3 separate regions of the Mus musculus genome follow, and all the other regions are linked to region 1. Evidence: chromatin contacts called from public HiChIP or PLAC-seq and promoter capture Hi-C data. All regions are on one chromosome and are shown on one strand. The core of a region is the stretch at or near the end of the contact, and the rest is flanking DNA. Distances in the headings are between cores, read along the strand shown.

The links. HiChIP or PLAC-seq counts read pairs in DNA pulled down with a chosen protein or histone mark. Capture Hi-C pulls out chosen DNA fragments and counts their contacts.
Region 2: a contact with region 1 is called in a promoter capture Hi-C map of liver. The contact joins the promoter of Bmp6 here to the promoter of Bloc1s5 in region 1. A contact is called at or near these places in 4 of 39 promoter capture datasets (embryonic stem cells, frontonasal cranial neural crest, neural stem cells and 1 more), 11 of 484 Hi-C or Micro-C datasets (cerebellum, cortical neurons, embryonic fibroblasts and 6 more), 8 of 115 datasets of contacts at active chromatin or transcription factors (astrocytes, craniofacial prominence, differentiating embryonic stem cells and 3 more) and 2 of 9 other capture datasets (adipose tissue and liver).
Region 3: an H3K4me3 HiChIP or PLAC-seq map of craniofacial prominence shows a contact between it and region 1, with 4 times the contacts expected there. The contact joins the promoter of Dsp here to the promoter of Bloc1s5 in region 1. A contact is called at or near these places in 3 of 39 promoter capture datasets (cranial neural crest, hippocampal neurons and second pharyngeal arch cranial neural crest) and 4 of 115 datasets of contacts at active chromatin or transcription factors (astrocytes, craniofacial prominence, embryonic basal ganglia and 1 more).

The regions. Positions count from the first base shown.
Region 1 is chr13:38,633,268-38,638,287 of GRCm38.p6, reverse strand. It overlaps Bloc1s5 (biogenesis of lysosomal organelles complex-1, subunit 5, muted), which reads left to right and starts at 3,196. Exons shown (of 5, transcript NM_139063.3): 1 at 3,196-3,352. The coding sequence starts at 3,247.
Region 2 is chr13:38,344,119-38,349,004 of GRCm38.p6, reverse strand. Bmp6 (bone morphogenetic protein 6) reads right to left here and starts at 3,289. Exons shown (of 7, transcript NM_007556.3): 1 at 2,418-3,289. The coding sequence starts at 3,072. It overlaps Gm47990 (a long non-coding RNA gene), which reads right to left. Exons shown (of 2, transcript XR_003950672.1): 2 at 4,882-4,886.
Region 3 is chr13:38,149,982-38,154,810 of GRCm38.p6, reverse strand. It overlaps Dsp (desmoplakin), which reads right to left and starts at 3,517. Exons shown (of 24, transcript NM_023842.2): 1 at 3,017-3,517. The coding sequence starts at 3,222.

The DNA of each region.
Region 1 (5,020 bases), core at 1,947-4,446:
CAGGCAGGGTTCCTTAGCCGTGCATGGATTTGCTGTTTCACTAAAATAACTGTGTAGCTCAGGAACATGCTATGTTTACAATGAGCTTTATTATAAAATTGTACCGGATAAGCAGCCAAATGAGGAGACTTGGAAGAGTCCCCAACGTGCAGCTAGATGCTCAGAAGAGCATCTTCCTCTTGGCACATGGATGGATGGCTGCAAGCACGAATTCCGCAGAGGATTTCAGGGTGCCTTACAAAGGCACAGGGGACCAAATCATTACTCATGTAATTGAACTCAACCCTATAAGAAGAAGGTGTCAGGCCCCCTGGGACTGGAGTTACAGACGGCTGTCAGTCACCATGTGGGTGCTGGGAATTGAAGCCAGATCCTCTAGAGATGTGGCCAGTGCTCTTAACTGCTGAGACATCTCTCCAGGCCCCCAGCCAGATTCTTTGTTGTACAACTTAGTTAATGAATGAATACATAGAGGGAACAAAGAAGGCATCCCAGAGAGGGAAGGTTAACAAGAAATGCAGAGAAATGGCACAGTAGAAAGACCTCCCTGCTCTTACCTCAAAATCTCTACTGAGTTGAGACCACTACTTAGTCCTTGGCTCTTCCTTGAGTTTCTCTCTCTCTCTCTCTCTCTCTCTCTCTCTCTCTCTCTCTCTCTCTCTCTCTCTCTCTCTCTCACACACACACACACACACACACACACACACCACATACATACACCACACACAAGCATGCATATGCCACAGACACATTGTTTAGAATAATAGATTTCCCTCCTCACAATGCACAGGTTGATCTAGCAGTTTCTGATGGTGCACACAGCTCATGTGACTGCATCTGGCTGGAAATGACTCTCACATCTCTGGGACAGGAGTGGGGACTCTTGGTGTGCCTCAGTTCTCCCCTTGCAACCTCTCTCCACACGTGTCTAAATTAGTATGCTTCTACACATGATGACCTCACTCCAGCAAGAGTGTCCTGGCAAGAAAACAAAGCAGGATGCTGCCCGGTCCAATGGAACCCACTCATCAGTACCGTGTGTTCCACTGGTCAAAGGTCAAGTCACAAGGCCAGCCCAAATTCAAGGTGAAGAGAAACAAATCCGTCTCCTAACAGGAGGTGCTGATAATCTCACATGTGGGAATTAAGAACACTACCAAATATGTTGATCAAAATTTGAGGCTAGTTTTATTATAATACTGGCCAGGATAATGGACACTGGGCCGGTCCATACCAGGGATGCCTAGAGAATGTTAGTGAATTACCTTAGTCAGAGGCTTATAAAAGCAAAACCCACAGGGCTGTGTACGGTTAGGAGCAAACATCTATTCTGACGGACTTACTGTCTATACACCTCCCACCTATGTGTGATCAAGCATAGCCTGTGCAGTTTGGGTAATTAGGCTTGTTGGAAGAAGCAAAACGTGATTTGTTATCTTACATGGATAACAGCCCCAAGGATTCCAGGAAGTTATTTCTGGAAGTTATTCCTTGGGCAAGGGAGGCTTACAGGCCTTTTTGTTTTATAATTCTAATGTTTTAAGCACAGTAATTTAAACTTAAAACATGACATTAATCCTCACAATCCATCATGTGGCATGTCTCTACTGAGAAGGCAGGAACTGCTGTGGCCCTTCTGACCTTAGGTCTCTTCATCTGAAAATGGAGATTTTCCTAAGTCAGCCCTTGTTCGAGTCTGTGTTCGCAGATTCAGTCATAGAAAGTATTTTTTAAATGTCACATTGTTGATGACAGGTATCATAAGTCAGCCGTAACTGCAAATCGGTACTGAGTACTGGCCTTGTCTTCTTGTTGCTATTCCAGAAGTAACAATGTATTGGTGAGAACAGGAAGTAGAAACTGGTGAAATAGAGCAGGAATTCCCAAGCCGTGCTTCCAAGAATGTCCTTGCCGGAGGGCAGGAATGCTGGGATCCAGAGAGCTCAGGTTCCGGCTTCTTTGCCTTCGCTGACGCTTTATTGGAAACTATCTGAAGACCCAATTCTATTTCCAAAGTGTTAATTATGGCAACTAGAATTTCTTTATCACAACACAGAGTTGGCAAATTTCAGAGGTGAAATCCAGAATCAACATTTAAAAAAAAAAACAAACAGCCACATTAATGTAAGAAAAGCATTCAATTTCACATATTGTAGTGAGTCTTCATGGTGCACAGTCATAAAGGAAATTATGCAAAGGGAAAGAAATTTTTTTCTACAATGCAGAAAAATGAATATGAAATTTCTTGGAAGTGAGGAGAATAACAAATGTCTTTGAAAACTATGATTTCTACATATTGATTAAAAAGCTAGGAAATTAAATTTTTTATTTGTCCTCCTTTGGGGGTTTACCATTTCTTCTGCGATAATCCCCCAATTCCTGCTTCACCTAGTTATTCTCTCCATGTCTCACTTCAAGACTGGAGACAAACACTGGTCTTTTCTGGGAAGTCTTTCCTGATCCCCTCAACAGCTAGTATCCACAGGTATGGAACGATTCCTCTTCCTGCCGTTTATGTCGCTTTACGTTCCTCCTTCAGACTGGACTAAGACCCTTTAGGATGACATTGTTCATTGTTCAGAAGAGAGTAGCGGAGGAAGCGGTCACAGCTGAGTCCTAAGGAAGAACCCCTGGATGATGAGGAGGTAAAAACCACTGGGAGGCCGTGCATTGCTCTCTTTGAAGCATGACAATTTGTTGAGAAAATGAACATTATGGAATATATCAAATGTCAGCACTTATTAGTCTAATTTAGGGAGACCATCTCAAACACCCAACCAAGCAACAACAAAAAACCTAAACAAAACAAAAACGAGTTTCTTAACCTCTAACCGTGTTGCTTTATTTGTTAAAAAAATTATGATCTGTCTCCTCAGGTTGCTATGATGACCCTAAGGTGACAATACATGTCAAAATGCTTTATAAAATAGTGGTGGCCAGTAACAATGTAGAAACTATGTATATACTACTACTGTTATTCTTCTGCTCGCCGCGCCTTGCTCCAACCATAGTGAGTTTAGTTCCTACCGGCGTAGGATGGGATAACCGAGAAACAAGTAATTTTCAAACACCTCCCATACGCAGATCATCTGCCCTCATCCAGCATGGCCGCATCGGCTACACTCCCGGCGCCTTCCCCGAACCCAACGACTCCGACGCCCTGTGATGACGTAACACCAGAGCGTCTCTCTCCCTAAAGGTCCGTGCCTGCGCCGTGGACGCCGCGGGTGGGCGGAACTGGTCGGGATGAGTGGCGGAGGCACCGAGACCCCTGTAGCGTGCGACGCCGCCCAGGGCGGCAAGAAGCGGGACTCACTGGGGACTCCGGGTGCGGCGCACCTCATTATCAAGGGTACGGAGTGGAGGGCGTGGTCCTCCGTGCGGGGTGGGGGCAGCGTGCTGGGGACCGCCCCTCCTGGTGCTCCCCGGCTCCCCTGTAGCCCTCAGCTGCCTGGCCCGCCTCGAGACGAAAGGTCCCAGCTCGCAGGACCCAGTTACGTGCAATGGGCGAAGGGCGCACAAGCGGAGAATGGGAACTAGTTGGAGCCCCACACGTAGTAGGGTGACTTCGGTCCTTCACCCTCTCGTCCTCTGTCCTCTGCGCCTTGGGGGTCATGCCAGGAAGAACACTTGGGAAAACGTCCTGAAACACAGCGCTCAGTACCATACAGTGTACCGGTCTGAGCTGTCCCCTTTCAGCCTTAGTAGATTTCGACCTAAATTATTACAATAACAACTAGCTTTAATTCCTAAACCTCAGAAGTCCCCGTTAACCGCGAAGAAGCCTCCAATTGCAGTTTCCACTGCTTCCCTCAACTCCCTGCTCAACCCGCCTATTCCACCAACTTTGGGCTACAGTCCTACACTGCCTGGAGAGTGGTGGCTTACCATCTGTGCGGTTCCCATTTTACTCTTACCAGATCTGTGGGCGGCCCCAGCTGAGCTGGCTGCGACTGTTTAAACTGTGTTTCACATTGTTTCTTAGGTTTAATTTGGGATCCAGTAGTATTGTGTGTGTGTGTTAAGACTAAGTTAGAATTCTTTCTCTGTGCAATCTCAGTGAAGATTAGTCGTTGTATGGCTGTTGTTGGGCCACCATGACTCCATCCGCAAATGTTTTTCATCTTGCAAAACTTTGTATGCATTAAACCATAACTCCTCATGCCACTGTGAATTTGACTGGTCCAGTGCCTCTGAGGACTTGGACAGCTCCACTCTCGGAAATAAGGCTGTTTTGAATATGAATATATAGACATCCTTCGGAGGTCCTGTGTTCAGTTCTTGGGACTGTATCTCCAGTAGTGGATTTTTGGGTCATTTGATTATTCTTTAAACTTTTTGAGGAGTTGGCATGTTCTGTATTTGCTATACCATTTTCTAGTCACCTGTCATCACCAACTCTTGTCTTTGGTACTAGTTATTCTAATGCGTGTGAGATGACACTCCCTGTTGTGATTTTCATTTCCTCTAATATTTGGTTAATGTGCTTAACTGACTACCCATTTTTTAGGTAGTCATCTAATATCCATTTAAGTCCTTTGCTCGTGTAAGTAGATTCTGTTATTGAGTTATAGTTCTTGATATATTCTTGAAAGGCAACTTTGCTGGCCGCTATACCATTAATGCTGATACACACGCGCACACACACACACACACACACACACACACACACACATACACACACACACACACACACACATCTGTCTCCTCAGTACCCATAGCAGGTGTTTGCAGGCATTTTTCTCACTTGCCTGGTTGCCTATCATTCTGTTGATTGTGTCTTTGAGGCGGAAGTTTTAAATTTTGAAGCAGTACTGTTTTTACTCCCCCAGTACTGGAAGCCAAGCCAAGGCCTCCCACATGCTAGACAAATACCATACTACTAGAGACTACATTACCAACTCCCTTTTCTGTTTTTTATTTTGAGACTGGTTCTCACTTTCACACTCAGGACCCACACACACAGCCTTCCCTTTATTAGGTACTAAGAGAGTTGTAGTTCTGTTTGGTCTCATCTTGT
Region 2 (4,886 bases), core at 2,040-4,539, 290 kb after region 1:
GAGGGAGAAAGGGAAGGGGAGGGAGGATGGATGGATGGAGGTTGGAGGGAGGGAAAGAAGGAGGGTGGAGGGAGAGAGGGAGGGAGGAGGCAGGGAGAGAGGGAGGGAAAGAGAAGGGGTAGAGGAAAAGAGGGGGAAGGAAGGGAGAGAAGGAGGGAAGGAAAGTGGGGGGAGGGGAGTTAAAAACATACCTAGGGAGATATGATGCTAAACTACATAGCCATAACAAAATGAGTTGGCAACCAGCTTCAAACAGTGTGACTCAGAAGCTGTGTGCACTTGTACACCACAGAAGGTCAGAAAAGCAAAGAAAGAGAGGAATCTGAAAGTCACCACACACACACACACACACACACACACACACACACACACACACCTGCCTCAAACCAGATCTTTACATTTCAATTACAATCAAAAATAATGGTTTCTGCACTGTAGAATCACTGGGACAGCACTTTAAAAAAAATAGTGTTTCTGAACTCTGCCCAAACCGCCACGTGCTGACTGGACTGAAATGGAGTTGCCACCGGGGATTCCTAAAAGCCCACATATTATTCTAATGTGCCACAGCATTCGGAAGTCTTCGGGGTTGATTTGGTTTTCTTTGTTTTGTTTTGTTTTTGTTGTTTGTTTGTTTTTTCTTCCAGAGACGATGAATGATGCTTTCTTCAGACATCTTCACCATGGTAGCACACTTAAAAAAAAAATCTAAGGAACTTTTAAAAAATTAAAATCTGTCTGAGCTCACCCACAGGATTCTGCCAATCTCTGGGTTTGAAGAGGGCCAGTCCCAGCACCCAAGAACTTTTTAGGCCCAAAGTGACACGAAGGTCAGCCAGGGCTGAGGCCTAGGAAATGAAAAGAATCAGCCCATGCTACAATAAGAACAATCATGGTCCTCGGAAGCCCTGACCACCCCATCATCAGCAAGTTTCACTGAGTGACATGAGAGACAATTTCCTTAGAATGCTTCCTGGAGGTAGCTCAGCCTTGATTCCAATACACTGTGAGAATTCTTGTCCAATCAGATCCCCTGGTGGTGCAAGTAGCCCGGTTGGCAGGCCCTGAGCCTCCACTCACTGTGAGACTCGAGTTTCATGAATTTCCCAGGAGGGTTTCAGCACTGCCTGGATACTGGTCATTCTGCCTCCACACTTGCCTGCTCCATTAGCTTGCTACTCTTATTTCGTTTTTTTCTCTCTCTCTCACTGGACTCCACCTAGGCGGAACTAAGGATCCTAGATACACTCGCAAAGAACTAAATTAGATACTTAACACTGGGTCATCACTCCTGGCTTGAAGAAGATGGACGGCTCTGATAGGCCTTTTGGCAAGCTCATGCTAACCCTTTCTGAGACCTGGGCACAGGCATGGGTCTCCCCCAGGGAGAAAAAGCCTCACAGAAACCCAGGGGCGGCTGCAGCCACTCTGGGTGTGTCTACTTCCCCAGGTCTACCCACTAGGGACGTGCCTCCTACATCCTTGCTCTATACTAAGTTTATGAATAAAAACTAGCAAGGTTCAGAAGCACTGACTCCGCAGTCTTTCTTACCCCACCTCCCTTTTCTGTTTACAGATGAGAGAAAACTTCGGGGAGGGGGGGACGTGACTCTGTCTGGGTTTGCCACAGAACATTAGTGGCAGAGCCCAATTTAGCCGCCCTCGACTTTCCATTCTGTTGCCTGGCAACGGAGTTCAGTAGAGCTCAGCGGCCAACCCTGGCCCCTACCCCCGCACCCTTTCTCTGCCCCCAGGAGCTTGGACAGCATTGATTGAAGGGTCAACCTTTTGGGACAATGGCCAAGGGCATGAGAGCGCAGGCACTGGGTGGATTACCCCAATTGCGCTGGAATCTCGCCCCATACTGACGCAAGCCCCGCCTGGCGGGGATTGGCACACCTTCCAAGGTCCTGGTGGGACCTTCCTCAGCCACCGAAGCCCTCCTTCCTCAACACCTGTGAATCTCTCTAAAGCATTCAGATCAGGTTCTCGGAGTTCTCAACTGCTGGGGGATTCCCTGACGGTCACTATGGGTAAAGCGGCACTCCGAACGTCCAGGGGGCAATGGAGGACAGTTCAGAGGGGAAAGAGTGCAGAGGACCTTATTCTTAGGAACCTTGGCCAAACTCATTTGCGTTGAAGTGGCCCGAGCTCGTCAGAAATAAGAATACAGGGAAAAGTGCCCCATGTTCCCCGAAAAAGACAACCTCTGCGGGCACCTCTGCGTGTTCCAGCTCCTCCCATTGCAGCGGAGCGCAGGCGAGCACTCGGCCGCGCAGGTGTCCGGAGCACCAGCTGTCCCACATCCCCGCCGCGCGCGCACGCGCGCGCTCCTCCACCTCTTCCCACCACCTGAGCCCAGGAGACTGCAAAGGAGGGATCTACCCTCCGCGCGATGCTACCCCCAAAATCCTTACCCAGGTTCACAAAGCTCATGACCATGTCCGCGTCGTTGAGGAAAGCGCTGTCCTGCGCGCTAGTCAGTGGGGACGCACCGCCACCGGGTCCCGGGGCCAGGAGACTCTTGCGGTTCAAGGAGTGTGCAGCGCCGGGAGACGGCTGCCTGAGCTGGGACGAGCTGGCCCCTCCGTGGGACCCAGGCTCTTGCCCCACACCCTCCGATGCCCCATCCTCTTCGTCGTCATTGGACAGGGCGTTGTAGAGATCCAGCATGAAGAGTGGAGCGGACTTCAGCCGCCCTGGAGGGGGCTCCTCGCGGGCCGTCTGCTGCTGCTGCTGCTGCTGCTGCTGCTGTGGCGGGAGCACCGGGGGCTGAGGCTGCTGGAGACCGTGCAGGGGCCGCGGCCTGTGCGGGAGCCCCAGCACCGACAGGATCTCCTTTTGCATCTCCCGCTTCTCGTGGGTCTTGAGCCGCCGATAGAGGAAGCCCGAAGAAGAGGACTGTGGCGGTGGCTGCTCAGCGCGCACCGGGCTCCCGCCGGCTCCCAGCAGCTGCCCCCCGGCGGCGGCCGCGGCTACCGGCAGAGGGGGCCGCAGTGGCGGGGGGCCGCAGCTGCACAGCAACCCCCACCACCAGCACAGCCACTGCGCCCTCCGCCCCAGCCCGGGCATCGCCGCCCAGCCCGGCTGCCCCCGCGGGGCCCGCGAGGCGTCGAGCGGCGGAGCGAGGCCGGAGCGCGGAGGCTGTGGCCCTCGGAGTGGGCAGCCCCCGCCACCTCTCGGCGGGCTCTCTTCCCGGTCCTGGCACTCAGTCCTTATCTCTCATGGTCATCCGCGGCGCCCCCAGAAGCCCGGGTGGAGAAGAGACGACGGGGCGACGGCCAGGATCCTCCACTCTCCCGCAGGTCTCTGGAGGCGCACGGGCTGAGTGAGCCAGGTGTGTCCTAGGCAGGACTGCGCTGCAGCCGGCGTCCCCGGGCGGGTCACGGCACGGTCACTCGCAGTCTGCACACGTGCGCTGCCCTGAACCCTCAGAGGCGGCTGGCCGAGGGGGGCCGGAGACGACAGATCAAGAGGTGGAGGCGATGCCGGGCACCATCCCCTCGCACGCCTCTCCTGGCTTGTAGGACAGTCGTGAAGTTTACTCCCCTGTGGGTCCCAGGCTGTGGCGTCCCTGCGTCCTAAAAAGCCAATTTTCTCCGCGCGGTTTTAACTTCCCTCTGGTCCGAAACTCAGCGCCCCTCCGCCTTCGGGCACCGTCTCTCCCCCTCGGAATCTCCGCGCGCCTCCCCAAGTGGAGGCGGCCACGATCTAGCTTTCCTCTCGGCAGTCTCTCGGGTGCCCGGAGGATCCCGCTCTCCGAGGCGATGAGAGAGACGAGGAGCGGAACTCGGAACGCAGGCTGCGGCGTCGGCTCGGGGATTCGCAGTCTCCCGCCTCTGCGCACTGCGCTCCCGGCCGCCGCCAACGTGGGCTTTCTGCTGCGCGTCTCGCTCAGGTACCGCACTCAAGCCCAGGAACGCCCTGCCCTACTCGGTAACGGACAGGCTACCAGCCAATGGAGAGGTGACTCTTGCGGGCTATTTACATAGGCCCACCCCCTTCTTTCACCCTCCCTTCTCCCAGGGCCTTGCCTCTGCCTAGCGAGCGTAGGTTTCTAGCACACAGAATTCTTGGAGGCATCAGGAGTTGCTTGGGCGGGTAAGAAAGGCAAAGAGGTCATTGCTAGGAAGACAGATCCGATCACGACCCCGATCTAAACTTTCTTCTTCCTCTGCTAAATAAAAGCAAACACAGCTATTTAATCCATGCCGTTACCGAAGGAGAAAATAGTATGACAGTTTTCTCCTTCTCTGCTCAGTTTCTCTTATTGATGGAATGTAGGCGTTTAGCAGACACGTGGCTCTCAAAGGCAGCTGCTGTAAGTTAAGACACACCCTGCGAGGAAGCTGCTCACACACTAGCTGCAAAGAGGGCAGGACAAGCCAAACCAGAGTCCTGGAGGTTTCCAGTCGGATATTTCAATTTATTTCTTCGTTTGGGCTGCATTTGAGTTCTTAAACTACAACCCAAACGAAAGGGGTTACGATCTGCTAGTGTTACGAGGAAAGCCTTCCCCATCCTCTTGCTAGTCTCTCAATGCAGTTGCCGTTGGCAATTGCATCTTAATGAGCTGAAATGCAATTATTAGACACACCGTTCCAGGTAAAACGTAAAGACGGTGGTAAAGATGGCCTTCAGCCAGGGCAGAAGCCTGGAAAGTATAGAAAATAGCCAGGATAATAAACAGGGCCCTCAACACAGGTTGCTTCTATCCTTGAACAAACTGGGACCACTCCCAACACTGCCTTCTACCAATAAACATGTCAATTCATGGCTCAAATGGCCACTCATCTCTAGATGGTAGAAGCAAATGCCCTTTAAACATGTGAGTCTTTCACCTGACAAGAATGGAAGGATTAGGAAAGAAAATAAGCCACCCACTT
Region 3 (4,829 bases), core at 2,268-4,767, 480 kb after region 1:
AATCCTACAAAAATCTACCCTTTGGTCGGTGATAGAGCTGAGCGTGAGCTCTGGTTACTTTGGTGACGAAAATACTTTGGTGGTTAGTATTTTATATAAGCTACAAGAAAATACTCCAGAAATTCTGCTTTGACTGAAAAGAGCATTAATATGATGTCTTATGCAAAGAAAAAAAAAAAAAAACTCTAAAGTTTCTTTTCAAACTTCCTGCCTTTTATATTACCAAGCCTGTAAGACTTACTATTCCTTAAGTGGAACACAAGGAAAAGTTAAAGTGATTATAGCTCCCATCTAACCTAAAATAAAGACACACAGAGCAGGTGGTGATAGGAGGGGGGTGGGGGTGGTAGGGAAGACGGCCTTACAGTGTACATGTGATCTCAAACTGTTCTGAAAGTAGCCAAAAGTTAGCTGTGGAAAAGACACAGAGGAGACACATTTCCCGGTGATTTCAACAGCAAAAAATAAGATCTGAGTTCTCTATCAAGACTTGTTTACGTAAAGAAGAGTTACACACACTTATTTCAAACATTATTTCATTTGTATCAATTCAACCCATAGATTCAAATAAGTTAAAATTCAACTAGTAGTCTCCATGCTGATTTTTGTAGAGAGAGGAGAAAAAAAGCCGTGAATATTATTTAACCATTCACTTAGCAGAGGTTTCCAACTCTCTTGGGCAGACAGGGCCTCCTACATCTGCAAAACATAAGTGATGAGCAAACAGCTCCCTTCACACAAAACTAAAATGTTACCAGAAAAACAGGTCCGGGTACAGGGCCTGACTCTCTGCTTAGTCTCTATGAACTGAAAATGCAGAACTCAGCATTCATGGGCTATTTTCTATTGAGCACTAGGACAGGTCCAACGGGCTGGGGGAGGGGGGGAGGCAGGAGAGTGGGAGGACTCTATCACCTGGGTCTCAAGAGAATGATAGCCTCTGAGTCACTGGCCACCTCTGACACCCTGCAGGGCCACTGACTAATGTCAATCCTGGGGGGCGGGGGGGGGGGGGGAATCCTTTCTCAAAGTGAGGTAATTTTCCACTTCTGTCTGTTTTGCCTTCCGGATCATATAGAGCTTGACAGGTTGGGGGAGGGGGGACGCAGAAATATTGAAGGACAAAAAATATCGTTTTTCTCCAAATTAAGTGTTTTAGGGAAGAACCCTAATAAGACATTTATCTTTACACAGCTCCCATATTAATGAATAAATTAAAAATATTGCTTCTCTATAAGATGATAAGAAACTAAGGAAGTAAATTAACCAATTACTAGGCACTGATAGCTGTCACTGTAAGAGGGCTGAGGGTGTAGGTCAGGAGTAGAATACTTGCCTACTGCGTGTGAGGCCTTGGGTCTGATTCCCAGTAAAGCAAAAATAACAAATGCTAAGAAACCTAGGCTAGTAGAATCAGACTAAATAGTAAGATTAATAATAACAATAACTTGGTTCATAAAGTGTTGAAAAGAACTGCTAAAGAATTCTTCCATATTCTGATCCAGACTTTAATTATGTAATCCACACATTGAAAAGAATAGGCTACTGAATTCCGGGAAGGCTAAGACACAAAAGTACATTTGAGATTTTGGTGGCTCGCCAAACTTTAAAATATACTTTAAAACCAAGTTTTTAAACTTGGTGTTGCCGGAAACAATCGTTCCTCAAAATCCTGGGACACAATTTGTTAAGAAAACAAAGATCTCTAATGAGAAAAGGTATCCTGCTGCCTGAGAAATAAATAAATTTAAACAGAAAACGAGTTGCAACTGGAAGGACTGTCGGATCTCTAAAACTGCTTGCAAAACAAAACGCCATCGGAGCCATTAGGTTTCTCCTCCTCCGCCTGCGGCCACTGCGCTGCGAAGTATTAAGGTAGTGGGGCGGCCGCCTCCAGAGGCGCGACCGAGGTAGGGCTGGGAAGGGGCGGGTCGCAAAAGTCTCACGGCTCACGTGGGCTTGCAGAAAGCAGCTGTGGGGACCGTGTGAAAGGATGCTCATTACCTTCTCCCACCCACCAGTGACTCCCTCGCTGTATTTACCCGACTATCCCGGGAAGAGGACCCAGCCCTTTGTGCCGTGGGTTCCTCGGCAGCTCCTAATCCTGGGCGCCACAGTGCTTTCTCCAGGGTCACCCTCTCAGCCAGAGCTGGAGCCCATTTTATACAGATCAAAGAGATGACTAATACTGAGCCCAGAGCCACAATTATTACAAAGTCTCCAGGAGACTAGGCTGATTTTTTTTTAAAGGTGCGGAGCCTCCGGTGCGATCCCGGTGACCAAGTGGCCAGAGTGGGGAAAGGGGAGCGAGCGGAACAGACCAAGTTTGCAGCCCGTGCCCAGAGGCTATCCCTACAAAGGAACCCATTTGCGTGACAGGGGACTTTCAGGCTCCGTGGAGGGTGTAACTTCCATGCAGATACCCTCGGGTGGCCAATAACCTAAGGGCCTCCGCCGCCGTCGCCCTGGGGTGACCATGAGTTGCAAGTCCTGAGTCCCTCCGAGGCCACCGGGCAGCAAAGGGAACTCCACCCCTTCACAAGTTTTATTTTTCGTTAGTTTGAAAGCTGGGTTTTGGGGCCGCAGCTCCGCCTAGCCCGACCTCCCACCTGCGGTCTGGAACAAAGGCAATCACAGCTGGGTCCACTTTGCAAGGGACAACCGGGGGTGGGGAGGAAGAGGGTACGACCAAGGAGAGACCTGCGTCCCTGCCGTCCATTGCTCCCCTACACAGTGGAGGTGGAAAAGAGCCGCTTCTAGGATAGAAGAGAGGTGAGGACCGTGGGACCCTGCGTAGGCTCACGGTAGGACTGTCGCCTGGGTCCCAGCACACACCCAAGCTCCCTGTTCTCACTGGCTAGCGCTGGGCGTAGGGACACCCGTTCCTGCGCTTCCGTGACCCGGGGCAAAGCACTTTCCTCGGCCTAGACCTGGGTTTCCTGGTTGGCCCAGGAGGCGGGCCACTACCTGACCCAAGATTTGGGACTGAGCTAGGTGGCGGCGGGCTGATACCCACCAGTAGCCGTCGGAGTTCTGGTCGTTGACGGTGCAGCGCCGGGAGTGGGAGTAGAACGTCCTGCTGGTGCCCCCGCCGCCGCCCCCGCCGCCCCCGCCGCCGCCACCGCTGTAGGTCATCTCGTAGCGCAGGTCCGGGCCGGACTCCGCGCGGGTCATGCGACCCAGCGTGTTGATCCGCGGGTGGGAGCCGCCGTTGCAGCTCATGTCTGCGGTCACTCAAGAGAGCCGCTCAGCGCCGCGGCATACGCGAGGCGTCGCCTCGGAGCACGCGAGGGACTCCGGGAGAGGAGCGCGGAACGCGGAGGACTGGCGAGGGCTCAGCGCTCCAGCAGGGCGGAGACGGGGACGGCGACTGGCTAGGCGCGGGAACCGGAGTGGAGCTGTGGCTCGGAGGGCAGCGAGGGCTCAGAGGAGCTGGGTCGCGCCTGGGTGTTGGTGTTGGTCGAGGCGGTGCGAGTCTCCTCCCCGCTGGCACCCGGCGCCCAGGCCACACCTGGTCGGCTTCTTCCCAGGGCGAGGTGCGGCTGCCTCGCCTCCCCCGCCCTCCCCCCCGCGTGTCACCGACGCCTGGGGCCGCCCTCCCCAACCTGCGGCTCCGCCCTGCGCCACCGAAGCCTGAGCAGAGGCGAGGGGCGGGGACCTGGCGACTGGATCCCCGTCGGAGGGCTGCGACCCCGCGGGACTTGCTTCAGGCTCTAGGAGCCACAGTGGCACACCTTTGGAGGATTTCCTACTCCCCCAAGAGGCGGAAATAAAGTGGCTTGGGAGGGTCACTCCATGGGACGACTCTAGTGAAATGTTGACTTTTTGCTTATCCCAGGAAACCATGCCAGCTTCTATTTAAATAGCCCCAAGAGTTCGATTTCTGTTGTGTAAAAGATAATTTAACAGAGAATCCCGAAAAGGGCTTCTCCAGAAATATTTTGTCATGAGGGACTTAGTTCAAGGCTAGACTGGGCTTCATAGCAGGACTTTGCCTGAAACAGAAACAAGACGTGGTTTTCCATTTCTCTAAAAGAATCATGAGCACGTTTGTCCCCTGTAGACTCCTGAGCCCCAACTTGGGTCCCTTTCTGCTCCCATGAAGCCTGAACAGATACCGTTCCAGATGAGTAACACATTCCACCGATTGGTTCCAAAGCCACTCCCAGTTAGCAGATGAGTGCAATTTACACCGTAGTCTCCATAAACTGACTTTAGATACAGACCCCTGTACACTAGCCATTAAAAGCTGTTTAGATAACTTGGGGTGGCGTTAAATGCTCTCTAGTAAACACCACTTAAAGATCTTGGTAATAAATATTTCTTGTCTCCCTGAATAATGTCTGTTAGCTTTCCTGTTTGTACAATGTATTTCTCAAATGTTCATGAGCTGGTTAAAGCAGCCCAAAAACTAAATACCAAACTACATTGGTATGCTGTAAAGGAGAAGAGGAGGTTTTCTAAATATGTGCCCTATCTAATTCTGCAATGACACTTCCAAGTTTTGGACACAATTTTTGACAACAGATCTTGCTTGCACGTTTGCTTCCTGATTGCCCAGAGCAGACCGACTTAAATCCAAGGAGTCAAACGCACAGTGAGATAACAGTTTACCACGGTTAGCTCAACCACCCATATCTGCCACTGTTCGACTACCATCAATTTCCTCTCGTTTCTAACAACAAACTCACCTGGCCAAAGAGCTTGTAGACAAAAGTGCTTTGTTTAGAAATAGAATCCGTATCCGCAAGTCAGCCTCCACACAAACAACCCATAGTATCCGGAAGACGTTTGGGTCGTCAGCAAATAATGCACGGAATTTGATTCGG